Regions from separate parts of the Zea mays genome. Here region 2 is linked to region 1. A link is a contact called in public Hi-C data. All regions are on one chromosome and are shown on one strand. Each heading gives the region's core, a stretch centred on a gene start, on an enhancer-like site or on the middle of the called end of the contact. The rest is flanking DNA. Distances are from core to core; before and after follow the strand shown. Region 1 holds the start of LOC100282329. Region 2 holds the start of LOC100383592.

Region 1 (5,971 bases), core at 2,326-4,825:
TCTTTCTTGAAGCATATGTGCTTAGTTTAGTGGTGAACAATGTCCACATCCTAGCTAGCTAGGGTGTGTGGAAAATGAGGGCTTGACCTTCTATCCTCTCTTGCATGCATCTTATCTATTTATCTAGAGGAGGATCGAAGCATGCATGCAGGAGTGACATGGGCACCATTACCACTTGAGCAAAAGAAAACATTCTCCTTAACTTTGGTGACTGCTCAACCGGTGAGATTGACAAAACTATCTAGCAAACAAAATATTTCCTCTACTAGTCTCACAAATAAAAAAAAAGTAGTCCTAGGACAATATGCATTCATTTCCTATATCTAGAATTACGCTATATGCCAAAAAAAAACATTTGTTCTCAAATATTTATTGTCTGCTAGTTCATTTTGAACTAAAACGCGACAAATAAAAAAAGAACAAATGAAGTAGTTACCTAGCGTTATACACGAGAGGTAATAGAGTACCTGCACACAGCACGCGTCGCCACGCTGGTGCTCCTATTGTTTGCGTTGTTACTTGTTAGCATTGCCCGCTTTTATATACATCTGATTATCAACACTAACTCAGAGTAATATGGACGATTCTTTGTTCTGAATTGGTGTTATTAAACAGAACTAAATTATCTTACAGGGATCAGTTTAAAAAAGGACAGGACTAAATGATCTTTTATGGATCAGTTAAAAAAGTATATCATCTATAGCTATATATGTGCTATGTAAGTGAGGTGGGGAAAAAAACTACACGCAAAATAATATACAAGATTTTTTGTTTAAATTCCACTGATCACCGGAGTAAAAGTTTTGTACCCCTCCTCCATCCACATGATTTAGCCGTTTTGGATATGTCCTAAGTTAGACTATTTAAATTTTGATCAACAATATATAGGATTAAATTATTCTAAACTAAAAGAATTATATATTATAGTAGTTCAAGTCATGATAAATCTATTAACTATACTTTTATGTTGTAAAATCTTATGAAATATTAGGTATAATGGGTCAAAGTTGTTATTGATTGACTTAAGACAAATCTAAAACGACTAATTCCTATAGACACTGTTTATTTTTTAATTAATCCGTTGCCAACCGGGACTACTTACATCCAAGCAGAAGAGAAGTTTATGTCGACGGTCGTAGATTCGGACCTTGACCACGAGATGACCAGCGTTTTGATAGAGGAAACGTTTTTCATTTTAAAACTTGAAGCACATCACGGTGACGACATGATCGATATATTTATTTATTTGTTTTTTAAAAATATCTCTTACCTTTTATCTAAACAGACGCACAATCAAGGAAAAGTTTTTTTAAAAAAGGTATCTCTCATCTTTTATTTGTAGGTTTTTATTAGGGGTAAAAAAGAACCAAGTTTGATTTAGGTTTTGAGATGAAACCGATCCTAAAAATTGGTTAATGTGTCATTAGATTTTGTTTATGAAATGCTAGCCAAACCTTTGTTAGAAGAGCAATTTAGTATTCCATCCGTTTTAAAATATTAGTTGTTTTATCTCTTTATTTTTATGTCTATATTCAAATGAATGGTGATAAATCTAGATACATATATAAAACAAATATATAATTATTTTATGAATTGGCTAAAAAGGTAAAACTAATTTTATTTTGGGATGGAGGGGTACTAAATTAAAATACCATACAAACACAAGGAATTTTCCTATATAACAACTAGTGTACTAGTTATAAAAGGTTGTTTTCCTAAAGACAGAAGCTTCGTCATATGTTTTTATTAGAAGTCATTAAAGAAACAAGCTTGATCTAGGTTTTGATATGAAACCGAGCCCGGAAATTGGCTAATATATCTTAAGTCCTATTTATCAAAAGTTAGCAAAACCTTTTTTACAAGGGCAAGTATAGTACTAAATTAAAACTATCCTACAAACACAAGGGGTCTTCCTTTACAAATAGTGTACTAAATCTATAAAAGACTTCTTTCTAAAATAGTGACAGATGCTTCGTTGTAGGTTTTTAATAGGGGTAAAAAGAACCGAGCTTGATCCAGGTTTTGAGATGAAACTGAGCCCGAAATCCAGCCGTAACTTCATGAAACTTGCTTGCAAAATATTAGACAACCATTGTTACATAAATGATCAAATATAGTACAAAATTAAAATTGTCCTAAAAAACAAAGGAACTTCCTCTATGACAAGTACTAAATTCATAATATGTTGTTTCTTTTAGAAAAAAAACGACAAAAGTTTTGTCGTATGCTTTTATTATAACTAAAAGAGAAACAATAGATGACCTAGTTTCTTAGGTGAAACTAAGCCTAAAAAACTCACTAATGGACTAGATGTATTGGACTAATTTATCAAATGTCAACCAGACCTTTTATTATTATTGTGCAAAAGACTATGAATTGGACTTGTTTATATAATGTTAGCTGAACCTCTGTTACAAGAGAAAATATAGTACTAGATTTACTATATCCTAGAAACATAGGGTTTTCCTATATGACATATAATGTACTAAATTTATAAAAGTTTGGTTTTCCAAAACGACAATAGAAGCTTTGTTCTAGGTTTTTATTAGGAGTAATTAGAACCAAGTTTGGTTTAGGTTTTGAGATGAAACTAAACCTAAAAATCGGTTAATGCATCATTATATTTTATTTCTGAAACACCAACTAAACCTTTATTAAAAAGATCAATTTAGTACTAAATTATTATATATATCATACACACAAAGGAGTTTTCTTAAAAAACAAAGTGTACTAGTTGTAAAAGTTTTTTCCACGGAATAACGACAAAAAGGCTCGCTGTAGATTTTTATTAGAAGTAATAAAAGAATCAGGCTTGATCTAGGTTTTGTGATGAAATTGAGCCCAAAAATCAGTACGTCCCGTCTATGAAAAGTTATCAAAACCTTTATTATAAATTATAATAGGAAGTATACTCCTAAACTAAAAAAGTTCTACAAACACAAACGGTTTTCCCTTACAACAGATAATGTACTAAATCTGGGAAAAAATCTAAAATAGTGAAAGAAGCTTCGTCGTGGGTTTTTATTAGGAGTAAAAAAAACAAGCTTAATCCTGGTTTTGATTTGAAAATGAACCCGAAGTTCAGCCAGGATATACGAAATCTTGGCCGACCATTGTTACGTATATGAGCAAATATAGTACTAATTTGAAATTATCCTACAAAAATAAAGTGCTTCCTCTGTGACAAATAATATATTAGATTCATATTAAGTTGTTTCCTCTAGAACGATGGGCAAAAGCTTTGTCGTATGCTTTTATTACGACTAAAAGAGAAACAATCGTTCACGCGATTTTTCAAGTGAAAGCGAGACCGAAAACCAGCAATGGGCTGTAGGATGCATTGAGATATTTTTACCAAATATTAGCCAAACGTTTTTGTTATTATGCTAGTAGGCATAGCACTAATTTTACAATAGACTGCAAATATAGGGGCTTTATTACAAAATATTCTTTCGGACGTGAAAACTCGTCGTTGTTGATTCGGAGATTCTACCACTCCATCTCCAGTTTTTTTCCTCGCCTGCTCGGCTCCCCTATAAATGGAGCTCACCTTCCGCGGCCTCCCTCCGTTCCCATCCGCCGCCCGCGCACTTCTTCCTTCGGGCACACAGGACACCACCGTCGACGGATTCATCGCGACGATGGGGCTCGACGTCATGGAGATCGGGATGGGCGCCGATTTGAGCCTGGATCTGAGGCACTTCGCCTCCAAGGCCGTGAGGCAGAGCAAGGACGACACGCCGGCGCCGGACATGGACGCATGCATCCGCCGCCTCGAGGAGGAGCGGGGTAAGATCGAGATGTTCAAGCGGGACCTCCCGCTCTGCGCGCGCCTCCTCGCCGACGGTGAGCGCACCTACCTCTTCTCCTCTCTTCTGTCTCTCTCTTTTTTATTTTTCCCACCTGTGATTCATTTGGGATACCTTCTGCTTCTTTCCATTTTGGGGAGCGGTTTTTTTTATGCGGCGATGCGGTGGCGTGTGCGCAGTAATTGATGTCATGAAGGAGGAGGCGGGGAAGAAGAAGACGACGACGAGGAGGAGGAGTGATCGCAGGCTGGCGTCTGCGGCAGCTGATGATGAGGAGGAGGAGGCGGACGGCGCCACCGCGGACAAGAGCAAGTGGATGAGCACGGCGCAGCTCTGGACGGGCGATTCCGGGCGGGAGGACGCGGAATCAGAGGTACGGCACGATTCGATCGCTGGTGCAGCTGCTTGAATGCTCAGTCAGCACAGGATCTGTGGGGGTGCTGTCGGGTGCTCGATTCGTCGGTGGGCCTAAAAGTTTTGGAGCTTTGCGATCGCAGAAGCAAGACAAGGGGCGGTGCTCGCCGGAGGCCAGGTCCCGCGGCGCTCTCTTACCGTTCAAGGCTGATGTGGGCTCTGGCGCGCCGGCGTTCGCGCCGCTCTTCTTGAGAACGGACGACAAGGCTGCGGCTGCGCGCGTCGGGGTGCCGGATCTGTCGTCCTTGCTGTCGCCGCCGGCGACCATGCCTCCTGCGGACGCCGGCGCCGAGGAGAGCCGTCGCCAGGTTGTGGGATTTGCGCAAGCTGCGGCCAGGGCGGCTGCCATGGCGCCGTCTGCCCCTGCGCTTGGGCTCCAGTCGCAGCAGCAGCAGCAGCAGCAGCAGCAGGCAAGGAAGGCTCGGCGTTGCTGGTCGACGGAGCTGCATCGCAAGTTCGTCGCCGCCTTGGATCAGCTCGGTGGCCCCCAAGGTGAGCCTTGCCTTGTTCTTCGGATGCCAGTTCACCAGAATTTCTTGCCAGTTTTGGGCCACCAACACACACGTCCAATCTTACCTAGTTGCTAGCTGCCTTCCATATTATATTAGAAAGAAACATTGAGTTCATTCATGCTACGCCATGCCTGCAGTTGCCACGCCGAAGCAAATCAGGGAGCTGATGAAGGTGGATGGGCTGACAAACGACGAAGTGAAAAGCCATCTTCAGGTTAGCGATCCAGCAGCAGCTCAGTCCACTTGGCATTCCATTCATCCATCTCAGGAAGTCACGAATATCTGTTGTTTTGATGGTTGCTGAAATGGATTCTCTAATTCCGATGTTTATTCAGAAATACCGGCTGCACAACCGCAGGGCGCCTGGATCCGGCGTGGTGCGCCAGCCGATCGTGCTCGTGGGAGGGCTGTGGATTCCCCAGGAGCAAGGCAGCCCTCAGTCTGGATCTCCCCACGGCCCCCTCCACCACCTGTCCACCTCGGTGGCCGCCGTCTCGTCCGCCGCCACCGCCAGCTGCGAGGAGGAAGACGGCCGGTCCGAGAGCTATGGCTGGAAATGATGAAGAGGCTGCTGCTGCTGCTGCTGCGCCACCAATGTGTGTTCACTGTTTAGAGAGGGGAGGGAGGTTTCTTGGCATGGTGGGGATCGCCATGGGCCATGGCGGAGGCCACCAGTTGCAGCTTCAGGAATCGGGAGGGGAATTGAGTGTAGTGTAGCTGTCTGTACACATACATACATACATACAGTGAGATGGGATGAGATGAGAGCGGGCCTTGAGCGCTCGAGATCAGAACTGATGGTGCTTCGTCGTCGGGTTTGTACATCCCAAAGAGAAAGAGATACTAGCTACAGTTTTGCGGCTTGTTAATCCATGCTCTGGGGGCAGAGCTACAGTTTTCGCCCCGAGAGAGTTCACCCATACCCGTTGTTGTCGATTAGACGATTACCATCTTCGCCTTCTTGTTGCCGTTGAACAAAATGTTGCTTCCGCTGTTCGTCTCGGAACGAACAGTCCGGTTGAAAAGTTGAATCGTTGCAGGAGTACATGCTACTCAGGCTGTAATGTGGTTGGTAAGAGGTTTTTTTGAATGAACTAGAGATAATATTTAGTGGCTAAAATTAGTTTAAGACATTTAAACATTCTAACTATTAGTTTAATTACCAGCTATTTTTATTAAATTATTTAATAGTTAACTAGCTATTTGTTAGCTCGCTAATTTTATAAGTAATTTTTA
Region 2 (5,626 bases), core at 1,972-4,471, 150 kb before region 1:
TAGCTTTGTTTACATCCTATTCATAACGATTTTTAGATTGATATTGCCAATTTTTAGGACATTATATTGAATAATATTTCCCTTATACAATTATAAAAGGCAGTGAGGGCATACCCGTAAGGGTGAGCACCAAAATTGAAGAGCATGCTGGATATCTAAATTGCAGCAGGGAACCTTATGATAAAAATTTATGAACAATATAGGATTGGGGTCTGCAACTAGCTAACGTAGATGCACTAAACATGTCTAGTTAGTGAGTGTAACAGATATGTTCAATGAGTACGCATAATTTTTTGTGTCACTTACAACTAGCTTTGGACTTTGGAGGTATATATGCTACCACTAGACATTTAAGATGTATGGGAGGTAATTAAGGAAAATATTAAGAAAGTTAACGCTTATCTCTAGTAGCTCCAGATACCCAATTGTTCAAAAGAATCACTCCTAATTAGCGTAGGTGTTTTATAAAGTGCCTAGGTTAGATAGACTTCTACTTATATAGTGCTTGCTCTAGATTTAAGCCTAGTATTTGAGTAAGGTTAGAACACATCTTACCCCTTGGTGCTTACACATATTATTATATATGCTCTATGTTCATATGAAAAATGAAAATCATGCTCCATGCTACCATTACATAACCATACATACACATTTGTGCTTAGTGCTAATGCAGGTTTATCTGATTTCTCCATCCATGGTGACAACTAGATTAAGCAGCTAGTTATTACTACCTCCGTTCTAAACATCGACACCCTTTTCTTTTTTTCAAATGCAAGTGGGCAAAATAAATGGAGGGATGAAAGATCAACCCTTTGGCCTTTGCGGCATCCTAATAAAACAAAATTAGTGAAGATATACAAAGCATGCCCTCTGCATTAAGTAGGGAAAAGCTTGCTGATGTTGGAAAGGATAGCCTTGCAGAAACTAAACTGAGCACCAGCAGTTCTCTTGGCTGAAAGCCATTAGTAGACTAGCATTGTTTTAGTGCTGCAACTAAAACTGATGTACTATCCTCAATTTTATCTGTGCTGTCATCAGTCAAAAGCCTCAAAAGCCCATGCTCAGTGTTGTTCACCGATCTTGCTCAAAGACACAGTGCATAAAAAAGTAGTCCTTCATATTCAACAAAGCTATCAAATGAACAATTCATAAAACTGGATTGGAGTAAGCTGATTTTATCCCTTGGTCCTATGATAAAAAGTAGAAGAGGAAAATTGTCCACAGTCATACACAGTATTAAATTCCATATGCCATGCTTTCATATGAGAGTCAATACCATTATCATAATTTGATTGCAAACTCAAGTTCGGGAGCACAAACAAGGTCAGAACAGCAACAAAATCATGTAGAGATATCCCACCCAAACCATGCTTCTGGTCTAGTAAATATCCTTCTTGATTTAGAGCTTCTTATTCACTTCACAAGCCAGAGCTCCTAGCCCTCGAGACCAGCTTCTGGTCCCTCATCTGTGGATATTGCTCCTGGCGCTGCATAAGAAACTCAAATACAAAATATGATGAATCTATGATAACAATGAATATTGGGTAAACACAAATCATACAAAAGCCAAAAAAACAGCACTGATTTATTATCCAGTTAATGGTCACATATTGTTGGGCCGTGTCTGGCCGTTACCGTGTAGCCCAAGAGTCTTGTGTATATATATGTTTTGTATCAGCTGTAAGAGATAGAATTTCACAAGCTTCAACACATGTAAATAACAGCATCAAGATGAACTCAAACTACATCTAGGAATTTATCCTATTTATTTTTCTACGACGTTATCATGTGAAATTAGTATACAAGAGATGGTTGAGGAACATGTATAATTAAAGGTTGGCATGATGAGACTAATGTTTGCACCGTAGAATACGTGAGAACCTAACCTTTTATGTAGGTAATATATAGGTAGGAGTAATCTGGTTCATGATACCAAATACCAATAAAAAAGTATTACACAATGTTGCTGAGCCCATACACAGCTGAACTACTACTTATTGTGCAAGTGCAAATGAGCAAAATACAGAGTGAAAGCAGGGTGCCAGGGTACCTGGAATGCAGAAGCTCACATAGGGAATAATGCAACCCCAACCTAAGCACCCGCCTATGTTCTTGCTCCTCCCTGAATTCAGATCAACAGCAAAATACCCAAGACGTGTCTTAAAGAAAATGACACCAGCTCCTGTCCCTGCAAAGCCAGCCAGCCAAGGCTTGTCTGGAAAAAATTCAGGCGGGAATTGAGGATCGCGTAGGGCATCATCTGGGAGCAGCATACGAAGCTCAATGGGCCTTCTTTCTTCCCATCTTTCATGGTCCCTTATCCACAGGTGAAGTGTTGAACAACCAAGCGTTGAATTGCTTGTTTTGGCAACTCCTAGCCTGCCGTCCTCTGTGGCAATAAGCACAGTGGCCATGCCGTTAATTTGGGCGTCAGGTTCTACTCTGAAGCAAATGGTAGACATTCGATCCGTCAGCAAGTCATATTTGACGATTTCATGGTTGAATCGACTCAGGAAGTAGAGGGAGCTCCCAGCGTGGACACAGGTCCCCGTCTCAAAGGAGTTGGTGTGTTCCCCTGAAGCAGCAAAGATGAGATCACTCCAGCAGCTACCAGCCTCGGGTGAATAGACACAGGAGAAGTCCCTCCTTTGAGAAGTTCCTACGCAGACGACCTTGAAGCCGCAATGGATATGGTTGCAGCCCTCGCCTACGGCGCAGATGACGGCCGCGTCCCAGTTACATGTGCACGGGCCTGGGACCACCGGCAGCGGCAGCGCGGGCAAATCCCGCAGCTCATCGGTGATGGGATCCCACACGGAGAGGAAGACATCCAGACCCTTCCCGGGGAAGACATCCAGACCCTTCCCGGGGCGGCGACAGAGAAGGACGCGACCAGGGCTTGAGTGGATCGCTATCACGTCGTCGAGGTCAGCATGGCGCGGGCGGAACGACGATATAGGGACGAAGTGGATGGAATTGTGGATGTTGGAGATGTAGCCCTGCAAAGGTGGCGAGCGGTGGAACTCACGGAATCTACGGCGGAAGACGGGGCCGGTGATGACGCGGTGCCAGTGCCTACTGACGAGGGCGGCACGAGCGAGGCTGGCGGGGTCATCCGGGGGAATGCGGAGGAGGAACTCCTCGACGAGGTCTTCAATTAGAACCGTCGGGTCCGGAGGTGGCGCCGCCGCCATGGTGGTCGGCGGCTAGGGCTTGTGCGTTTGGGGCAGAGAACAGAAAAAAAAATGAGGTAAAAAGATTCAGGCCTGCTAAATTCTAGTGGACTTCACAGTGAGGCCAGCCCTGAACAGGCCTAATAGTAAAACATGGAAAGCGAGAGAATCCGGGCCCTTCCCGACCTCGGACTGTCGGAGGCCCATCCGGTCTGCGCGTGGCGTACGCGGAACATATATATAAACTCACCGCACGACGCCTTCGTCGCACCACGCCAACCGTGCGCGGAAAAGACGTTTTCGTGCGGGAAGAGCCAGCCGATAGGCCACGACTATTCCAAAGCCAAGAACTCGGACGGCGGAGCCACGGCTACAGGGACGATAGAGCCGCCCCTTCTCAACAGCATGGTGGCGGGCGACGACAAGGTATCCGGCGCGACCACGACCACGACCGCGCCGCCGCTCGGCCACAAGGGGAACCCAGTGGAGGTGGACAATGAGGACTTGTTGACATGGTCGCCAGCACGCAAGAAGATGAGGGCGGCGGGCGCGGGCGCCGAGAGCTCTGAAGCAGCGTCGACGGTAAGCAATCCGACGCCCGACCAGGTGCGCTGCCCCCGTTGCGGCTTCCACTTCACCACCATGCAGAGCAGCCGGTCGTGACCACTGACCATAACCAAATCCAAGCTGGTCGTGTCCCGAGGTGAACCCTAACCAAATCCAAGGCGGTCGTAGGATGCAGCACATTCAGAGATGCGAGGGAGATTCAGAAGTGGAACGAACACCAAGCTTTTGAGCAAATTAAAACCCCTCCTTCCCTTCCTCCTTGGAATCTGAAGCTGCACTGGATAGAAGATAGGTTCTCCACATTCCTTGCAATTTGATTCTGGTTGTAATTGGATTCCGATGGTTTCAGAGCAGAGTATGCACCTTTTTTGTAGCACTTCAAGAATCCGAGGTTTTGAATGGAAAGAATGCAAAAAAAAAAAATACATGAAACCTTCAACTGTTTCAGTCGTGTTTCTTGGGTTTTGACTGAAAAGTACCAAGGGTTGACAAGAATGTACTGAGTTACATTACAGACCACACGTTTGGCATTCGTAGTTCAGATGTTAGCATAATTCAGGCAGATCCATCGATGCTATTGTGCATTTCTGGGAACATAACCTAATTAATATTTGATGCCAATGTTCAGGAGGCTGTTAAAGTTTTCATCATGTTTCACAACACATAATAAGGTGTTCAGTGCATGCTCTGAAATCAGATGTACAGTCCAATGACCATAGCTTTATAATAGCAATATAATACAAAATAAATGAGCTATCAAAATATAACTAGGGAGATCGTTGCAACGTGTTTTATCTTTAATATTTTTAACAGTGCCGCATTGCTTTTTTATGACACTAAGGAAAGAGAGAAAGAAAAGTGTGGCATGGTAAACTAAGGATTGGTAATGAGAGGGGTTGAAGGATTGTGGAAGCTTAAAAATAATCATCTCCTCTCCTAATTAGTAATTACCAGACCAATCTAACCATTTTCTAAATCTGGATAGACCTATGTTTCATTAGTAAAAACTACATTGACCAAAATCCGGAACTCGGGGGTCGACTTCAAATTTTAAAAGATTCATCTGGATAAAATTATGCAATTAGTCCAACTAGAATTACCACAATCAAACTCTTGGATCCAAAGATATTAACGAAACATTACTACTGGTATAGAATATGACATAAATTAACCAAGCTTTAATTTCGTAACTAAACTGGTACTGTGAAAGATTAATATTCCAAACTTTATAGGTCACTAACTTGATACCCTAGCTAGCAACGATCTAGATGATTCAAATCAACAATAACAATTGAAAATTAATAAATAAATCTAAAAATAAAACATGCAATTAATGAACAAAGGGAGAACGAAATTATCACACTAATCTTGCACAATCATTTCTTTAATTATGAAGATTATATATACAAAAGTGCTCGCTTAAAGAAATTGAGAGTTCTCTCTCGAAATCTCTAAAAGTTATAGATTAATCTAATCTATTATATCCAATCTATTGCTAAACTCGCTTCAAATATAGTCTTGTAAAAATTGAAATTGATTCCTATTTATATAGGCTAAAGGTCCCGTATGGTCCAATGTAGAGATGATAATGGGTACCCAAAACCATATACACGGGGGTTTACCTAATATAAGGACATGTAAGGATGATTTTTTTTTACCCGTGGGTACGCTAATGGGCACAGTATTGTACCCATCAGATAGACAGGTGCAGGTATTGGTATGTACAACCCATATTCACGTGCCATAGGTAACTTATACCAACCTCAACCATATATAATATACTCAATTAAGTGCATATAAATATATATTTGCTAAAAATATGATCACTGTGCATGTTTCTACATTATTCATTATTTTTCCTTCTTTTATTTACTTACATTTGATGA

The links. A called contact is a pair of places that touch in the nucleus more often than the background predicts.
Region 2: a Hi-C map of leaf shows a contact between it and region 1, with 9 times the contacts expected there. The contact joins the promoter of LOC100383592 here to the promoter of LOC100282329 in region 1. A contact is called at or near these places in 3 of 25 Hi-C or Micro-C datasets (ear, leaf and tassel).

The regions. Positions count from the first base shown.
Region 1 is chr7:2,658,427-2,664,397 of Zm-B73-REFERENCE-NAM-5.0, reverse strand. It overlaps LOC100282329, which reads left to right and starts at 3,575. Exons shown (of 5, transcript NM_001371850.1): 1 at 3,575-3,846; 2 at 3,989-4,182; 3 at 4,307-4,715; 4 at 4,873-4,949; 5 at 5,071-5,604. The coding sequence starts at 3,642. The coding sequence ends at 5,295.
Region 2 is chr7:2,808,976-2,814,601 of Zm-B73-REFERENCE-NAM-5.0, reverse strand. LOC100383592 reads right to left here and starts at 3,221. Exons shown (of 2, transcript NM_001176240.1): 1 at 2,051-3,221; 2 at 1,178-1,487. The coding sequence starts at 3,194. The coding sequence ends at 1,435.